Regions from separate parts of the Macaca mulatta genome. Here region 1 is linked to region 2. A link is a contact called in public Hi-C data. All regions are on one chromosome and are shown on one strand. Each heading gives the region's core, a stretch centred on a gene start, on an enhancer-like site or on the middle of the called end of the contact. The rest is flanking DNA. Distances are from core to core; before and after follow the strand shown.

Region 1 (3,510 bases), core at 255-2,754, 75 kb after region 2:
CATAGAGTGGCAGCATTGGTAGCATGCACAGGAGCAGAGGCAGCAACAAAGTGAGAGGAGGCCCTCCACTTCTGCTGGGCGCCCTAGTAGCAGCAGCAACACAGCAGTGGTGCCACTGGTGGCCTGGCAGAGTGGAATTGGGTTGATTCAGCCCAGCACCTTCAGGCTGTGACTTTAGCAGACAGAAGTAGGTAGTGGTGGCAGTGGCTCCCAACTGCATTTACAGCCCCAGGACAAGGAGACCTGAAGCAGAAACAATGCCGGAGTAGAACAGCAGATGTCCTAGACCAGTAGTGTATGGAATCTGGAAACAGATAGCCTTGATCAAATCTTGCATCTGCCATTTGCTAGCTTTTTGAAGCCTTGAGTAAATTACTAACCTCTCTGGGTCTGTTTTCTCCTCAGTAAATAATATCCAGCTCATAGAGATGTTTAGAAAATTAAATGAAAAAGCACAGTTTAAGGAGGTGACACAATAGTAAGCACATGATTTATTTCCTCATCTTTATGACATCTCACACTGGTCCAGTCCAAGATTACCTAATATTCAGATTAATTTCATGAACTGCTATATTACTCCAGCAACTCAAATCCAAAATAGATGAGAAAGGAACTAAAGAAAATGGACAGCCATTGCTGGACCTATTGTGTAGTTACAAATGCTGACTACATACCAGGCACTGTTTAGGTGACTTTAGGAATGTCACATACAAATCCAGACTTATAATTCTGGAATGTCACATACAAATTTAAGAATTGCTGACCAGGCGCAGTGGCTCACGCCTGTAATCCCAGCACTTTGAGAGGCCCAGGCGGGTGGATCACCTGAGGTCAGGAGTTCAAGATTAGTCTGGCCAACATGGTGAAACCCCATCTCTAGTAAAAATATAAAAATATAAAAATTAGCCGGGCATGGTGGCGCGTGCCTGCAGTCCCAGCTGCTTAGGAGGCTGAGGCAGGAGAATCGCTTGAACCCGGCAGGTGGAGGTTGCAATGAACCAAGATTGCACCACTGAACTCGAGCCTGGGCGACAGAGCAAGACTTCGTCTCAAAAAAATAAAAATAATAATTTTAAGAATTGTCATTACTTAACCATGGGAGAGGGTGTGGGCAGACAAAGATTTTCCACTGTGTATTTTCATGGTTTTGCCTTTGAACGATGTCCTCTCTTCCAAAATTTTTTTTTTGCTTTTAAATGCCACATAAAGGCAGCTCATGTTCTTTACATCGCCGTTATCAAGAGGATCGTCATTCAAATACACTAACCACTGACAATGCTAACTAATTGGGAGTCAAGGACTGGGCGGAAAGATCGGCCAACCGCAGGCTGCCGGCCAGCAACTGCGGCGGAAGGCGGACTCTCGCGGGAGCCACAGAGAGGCCAGCAGCCGGCCACGTGACTTCCGGGCGGCCGGCTCTACCTAAGTCTCCGCGCTGAGCAGCCACGTCGGCGGCGTTTCCCGTTCAGGGGAGGGGCGTGGCGAAGGCCCGTGCGTGGTACGTGTCCCGCCCCTCGCCGCCCGGAGCCCGGATGAAGAGTAACGCCATTACCGCCGGAGCAGCCGAGAGCCCTCCCGGACGGAGACTGGACACTGGACCGGCAGCGCCATGAGACTCCTCCCCCGCTTGCTGCTGCTTCTCTTGCTCGTGTTCCCTGCCACTGTCTTGTTCCGAGGCGGCCCCAGAGGTGAGGCTAAGGAGAGTGTGCGGAGGGGGATGGCCAGGAAGGAGATGCCAGTGACGGCAAGTTTGAAGTTGGAGGCGGTGGCCGCTCCGGGTCTCGGGGTCCGTGTCCACTCCGCTGGCCTCTCTCCGCCCTCTCCCCAAGCCTAGGCTCGTAGCAGCAGGGGCCCCCGCGGGCGCTGGAGACCCCGCTGTGGCCTGTCCCTTGCACGCGGAGTGCGGGGCCGTGTCCGGACGACCTTGCTTCGTGGCCGGCCGAGGGCTGGGCTTGCTTCTCTGGCCCTGGACCCGCGCCTGCAGGAGCGTCCAGAACTGAAGGGTCCTCGGCTGCAGGAGGAGGCGAGGGGGCTCTGGCCACGGCTGCGCTCCGAGCGCGCCGCAGCCGGGCTGTTTCTTTTGGCCGCCTCCGGCTCCGCTCCACCCCCAGCCCCTGGTGCTCAGGGCTGACGTGTCTTTAGCTTCCACGCCGCGAGTCCGTCTTCATTCATTTGCTAAAACTCTTGTTTTCGACACATCTAAGCCATCAGAGTGGCTTTTTTAATGGTCACCTGCCTCGTTCACCCCCTGCTTGACCCGTATGTGTTACTATGATTTCAGAAAAACTACCTTGTCGTCACCCGCGTTATCGGCCCCTGCTGCCAAGCGGACTGAAGAATCCCTTTGGGATGTCTCCCTTACTTCTGCCTTCTTCCTTTCCTTTTCTTTTCATGGAGCAGTTTTTTGTTTGTGGAAGCATCGTGTTGTGCTGAAAAAATGTAGCCTACTTCGAGTGTTTTTAATATGTAGATTTATTCTTTCCAACAATTAACCCAGCATTTAAGTGTGAAAGTAACTTAGCAGAATATAAAAATGAGGCAACTTGACTTCCTGCCCGGGTTTTGTCATGAACTTCGACTTTCTAATTTGCAAAGTGAAATAATTAGGCTGATTAAGCACTAGAATTCCCTTTCATTCTGTAAGTTTAAGCAAGCTGTGTGTCTTAACGGTAGTGACAGGTATCCAGGAGTTGTTTTGCAATGAAAAGTGAAGTGACTGGCTTCTGTTTAATGGCTAGAAAACCAAGTGGGAGAATGAAACAACTGTTAATGCGTTCATCTGCAGGTTTAACAAGATTCTTTTACTTTGGGAGTCGTTTGCTGGTTCTCTTTAAGCTTATTTAAAAAAAAAACTTGACAAATGTAGATTTCATTTTAGAACTATTTAGAACTATTTTCAAGTTGTAAAAACTTTCAAGAAGCATCAATTCATTATCTAAACTGAATTACTATCTTGTAAACATTTTTTGTGAGTAACGATTTTTCTTTTAAAGAAAATGTTCAGTTTTTTCCAGCTGAATGAAGACTGTTAGACTTCATAGGGACAAAATTGTTATTGGTTAACATTAAAATAATAAAATTGTTTAATATCCATGAAAGACCTTTATATTCCAAAGTGCTCAAATTTACAACTTGAAATTACTATGTCAGACATGGATATTTTTCTTACTGGTTTTTGAAAAGGACTTATAAGTTATGAATGCACTATTTTTAGTCTTTGTTTAGCAGGCAGTGAAATCTCTTCAGTTCATAATGCATGGTTCAGTGTTCTTTAATATTTTGCAATAAATCTTAGCGACCAGTGAGAACTCAAAGACATGGAAAAGACTGAAAATGCATGGTCCTTGATGTAAGCTGTTTCTCCTGGGTAAAAACACGCTTCCCTTCCCATGTTTTTCCTCCACAGAATTGCCACATCATCATTTTGTCTGAGAGATGTTGGAAGACATTAGAACTTTGAAATTCTTTTTAGGGTTTTGCCTGAAATAGATAGAATGTGATTTACTTAGA
Region 2 (3,929 bases), core at 1,420-3,919:
AGAAGTTACATCAAGATTTGTGCCCCACAAAGAAATCCAAATCAACCCTGTTCATGATGGGAAAAAACGGTGAATACAGGGGCCAGGCACTACAAATGAGTGAAGTAGGCTGCATGATAGAAGCGGGGACTGGCAAACTGGGAGAAGAGATCCAAGGTAAAGGGAGCACAACTAGTAAGGGCTTTTTTGTTTGTTTGTTTTTTGCCATATTAGAATTCAGGCCTAGTGTTACCAGATCTTAAGTTTTCAAGAGAAGCTATAAGTCTGGATTTCTGTGTAAAATCTATCCCTTCATTGGCATAGTCAATTTTTACAAATAACTGTGCATACCAAACAAAACATATCTGCAGGCCAAATTCAACAGAGGCCAAATTCAGTTTTTACCTCTCACGTACAGAATAAGGACAGAAACCATAAAAAAGCAGCTGGTAATAGGAGATACCACCTGAAAAACATACATAACTTTAAGTAAAGTCAGATTATTAATCTAATTTATTAATTAGCCATGGCTCTGAGGGCTCCCCATGGACATGTGGAGGAAGAGAACAGATAATCATCAAACACTTGCTAGTTACCAGGACTTCATACATATGCTCCATAGATTGATACATAATTGCCTAGAGTGGCATGTTGAAGTTATAACTTTGCCAGATAGCTCTTCATTGTGGGCGAGTGTCTTCTGCATTGTAGGATGTTTAGCAGCATATCACTGGCCTCTACCTACCAGATGCCACTAATGCACCACCACCCCCAGTTGTGACAAATAAAAACGTCTCCAGAAATTGCCAAAAGTCCCCTGGGTAGAAGTCCGGATGGCAACATCTTCCCTGATGGAAAATCACTGGTGTATCCTTACAATACCCTGGGGTGAATGGTAAATTAGTGTCCTCTTATTACCATTAACTACCCACCAGCTGTGCTGGCTGTGTTTCTTCTGCTGCTTAACTTCTTCCCTAAGGCTTTTTGTACACTTCTCTGTAACCATAAAACTGGAATGCCCTTCCTCTTTCTCTGGCTAACCCCTACTCATCCATCAGGTATCAGCTCACTATCACTTGCTCAAGGAAGTTTTCCCTGTTTTTCACCTACTTCTCCTTTGCACTACTTACCCAATTCGAATACAAATAGCCTAATTATTTAATAATATCGGTATCCCCTGCTAGGGTGCAAGCTCTGTGTCATTCAGGAGGGTGTTTACCAATGCCTCCCTACGACCTAAGACTAGATCTGACACACAGAAAGCAGTCAACATACATATATTTATTTAAAAATCCCCAATAATTAATAAAATCTACATGTAATGAATCCTTACTGTAAACATAAAGTATAAACTGTTTTCTTGGAATTCCAAAATAACTCCAATATGTTTCATTTTGCTTTTAGGCAGGAGTTATCCTTCATTCCTCTTTCCCCAGACCCCACCTCCAATCTACCACCAAACCCTGCCACTTCTACCTCCAAGACATATCTTCAGGATCTGAGCTCTAGTCCCCACCATCTTTGAATCTGATTACCTTATTACTTTTAAACTGGTCTCTCTGTTCCACTCCCACCCTCCATGAACATCATCTACATAGAAGAATGATTCCTTTAAATCACTAATGTCATTCTTCTGCTAAAATCCCTCCTATGGCTTTCCGTAAGACCCAGATTAATATCTGAACTTTTCGCCATCACTTGTAAGGGTCTCCATGATCTGGCCCCCCTTCTTACTTCTCTATCATCACCCTACCAATCTTCTCAACTACCTCCACTGTGCTCTAGGCACTCTGGCCTCGGGGCCTTTGCTCTTGCTGTCCCTTCTGTGTGAAATGCTGTTCCCTCTGCTCTTGCCAAGATTAGCTCCTCGTCATTCAAATCTGGACTTAACCTTTCCCTACCCATTCAGTCAGCACTTGGTATATTAAACGATTTGCATAGTCTACATCATTATTTGGTTTTTAAATGGTGTGCCCTCTCTTTCACGTAGAAGGTAAAGTTCCATGACAGCAGGAAGTTGGTTCGTCTTGTTCATCACCATCTCCGGCGCCCAGGACAGAACGAGGTACATATTAAGTGCTTAGTATTTGTTGAACGCTAAATGTGGTTAAAGCGCAAAAACCCATGTCTCCTAATCGCTATCCCCAACTCTGCCTTCCAGTGACGCTAACCGACCTGAAAACCGCAGACTCCCTTGACAAGCGGCTTTCACTAACTGCCGCGTGAACGGGGAGAAAGACCCAGTGGGGATGCAGAAACAGGCAAAAGGTTGTCAAGAGAGACGCTGAGTGATGAACCACTAGTCTCCCTCTAAACTACAAACAAGAATCCACGCCCCAAGGGGGCGGACAAGGTGAGAGCAGTAACCAGAGCCAGGGCACTGTACGGCCGCCTACCTGTCAGAGGAGTCCGCGTCGTCGAACTGCCCGGGGACCACCCGGCTCATAAGAAAACGCCGGTAGTCCATGGCTGCAGGGCGCCGCCGGAGGCCGCCGCTCTGCGCTGGGACAGGAACGGCTCAGACGGAGGTACCCACGGCCGATCCAACGGCCTCGGCGTGGATCTCCGCCTTGTAAAGCATTCAGAAGCCAACAGTGGCCGCCACGTGCGACGGGAAAACGGGACCAACAGGTCCACCACCCTACCACCCCAACCGGAAGCCCCGCTCCGCCTCGCCCGGAAGTCTGGCTTGAGCGGAAGTCCTGCCCCTGCGCCGGGCTGAGAGTCCGGCGCTCGCTCTGAATGCGGGGTGGTATTGGCTTGTGGGTGTTTTGTGCTCCCGGGCAGGCGTGTTGAGTAGCTGGCCCGGCGAGGCCCGTGCTGGCCGTTTCTTCTCGGAGTTTTGGGGTTTTTTTCCCCCACTTTGTGTTTACTGCGGCAGGAGGCGCCAGCTAGCCCGCAGGCTGTTCGGCCTAGGGGGTCGTAACCTCCCAATTTCACCACTCTCTGGGAAGACAGACCCGAGGCCGTCCCCCGCCGCACCCACAGTGGTTCGGAACTCGCGGGCTGCGCCGGTCCCCGCGGAGATCCCCGGGCGCGGGCGGACGTCACACAGGGGCGTTCCAGCACTCCGGGAGCTCCATTGCGAGTTGGTGAGAGTCCTCGGTGGAGGAGGTTGGAAAGCGTTCTCCCTCCCGCAAAACCCGGTGCAGAGGGAGGGAGCGCCAGGTCCGTAGCGTGGGTCCAAGAAACTCTATGGATCCTGGAAGTGAGCACACTTTTGTGTCTTAAAAAGTTTGGTGTCTCGTTTTGAGGTGAAAAATGAATGAGATAAGTGCTTTTTAAAAAGGTAAAGTTTGTCGTACAACTGAAAAAGCGTTTAAACAAGATTATAGTTTTTGCCAGTAACGCCCGTGACACCTCTTTTAACTCCTGTCCTAAAACAGCTTTAGAATGTCTGGGACATCTATTCAAACATTTGATAAATATGTTAAAAATCCAACATAAACCTGTAAGGACAAATGAAAGATGGAAAAAATAGCCTAACTTTAAATTAAAAAGAAACTGGCAGATTGTGCAGCGCCGTATGAGGGATGAACAAAGTTGTAGAAATGTAATCGGAAGTGCTGGGTTCACAAACAAGAAAACTTAAGAAACAAGTCCTTTGCGCTGTTTTGCATTGAGAAAACAAAGCAAGAATTTTTCAGATCTCACCACAATCCAGGCAGCATTATTTGAAAGACAAGGGAAAGGTGAGCATGAAGTTGGGCCTTTCACTGATCCTGACTAGTCTGCTTGGCTGGCTTTTTTGTCTTTTACCGAGTGATGACATAGGTTTGAAAACAACTAATTTTCAATAAACTATTCATTCAGACATTCAATAAAAGAATCCAGGCAGATGAGTAATGACTATAAATTGAGAGAGCTTGATAGAAATAAATCATTAGAATGCAGGTTTTATTCAATCAACGTTTGCTGTGTAGACAGCACCGGTCCATTTGCAGTAGGGG

Evidence for each region. A called contact is a pair of places that touch in the nucleus more often than the background predicts.
Region 1: a contact with region 2 is called in a Hi-C map of liver, with 4 times the contacts expected there. The contact joins the promoter of SSR1 here to the promoter of RIOK1 in region 2. A contact is called at or near these places in 5 of 14 Hi-C or Micro-C datasets (CD4 T cells, cortical neurons, fetal cortex germinal zone and 2 more).

The regions. Positions count from the first base shown.
Region 1 is chr4:175,882,943-175,886,452 of T2T-MMU8v2.0, forward strand. It overlaps SSR1 (signal sequence receptor subunit 1), which reads left to right and starts at 1,505. Exons shown (of 8, transcript NM_001258152.1): 1 at 1,505-1,688. The coding sequence starts at 1,610.
Region 2 is chr4:175,806,433-175,810,361 of T2T-MMU8v2.0, forward strand. RIOK1 (RIO kinase 1) reads right to left here and starts at 2,670. Exons shown (of 17, transcript XM_015135521.3): 1 at 2,376-2,670. The coding sequence starts at 2,446. CAGE1 (cancer antigen 1) reads left to right here and starts at 3,175. Exons shown (of 14, transcript XM_078000964.1): 1 at 3,175-3,187. The coding sequence starts at 3,175.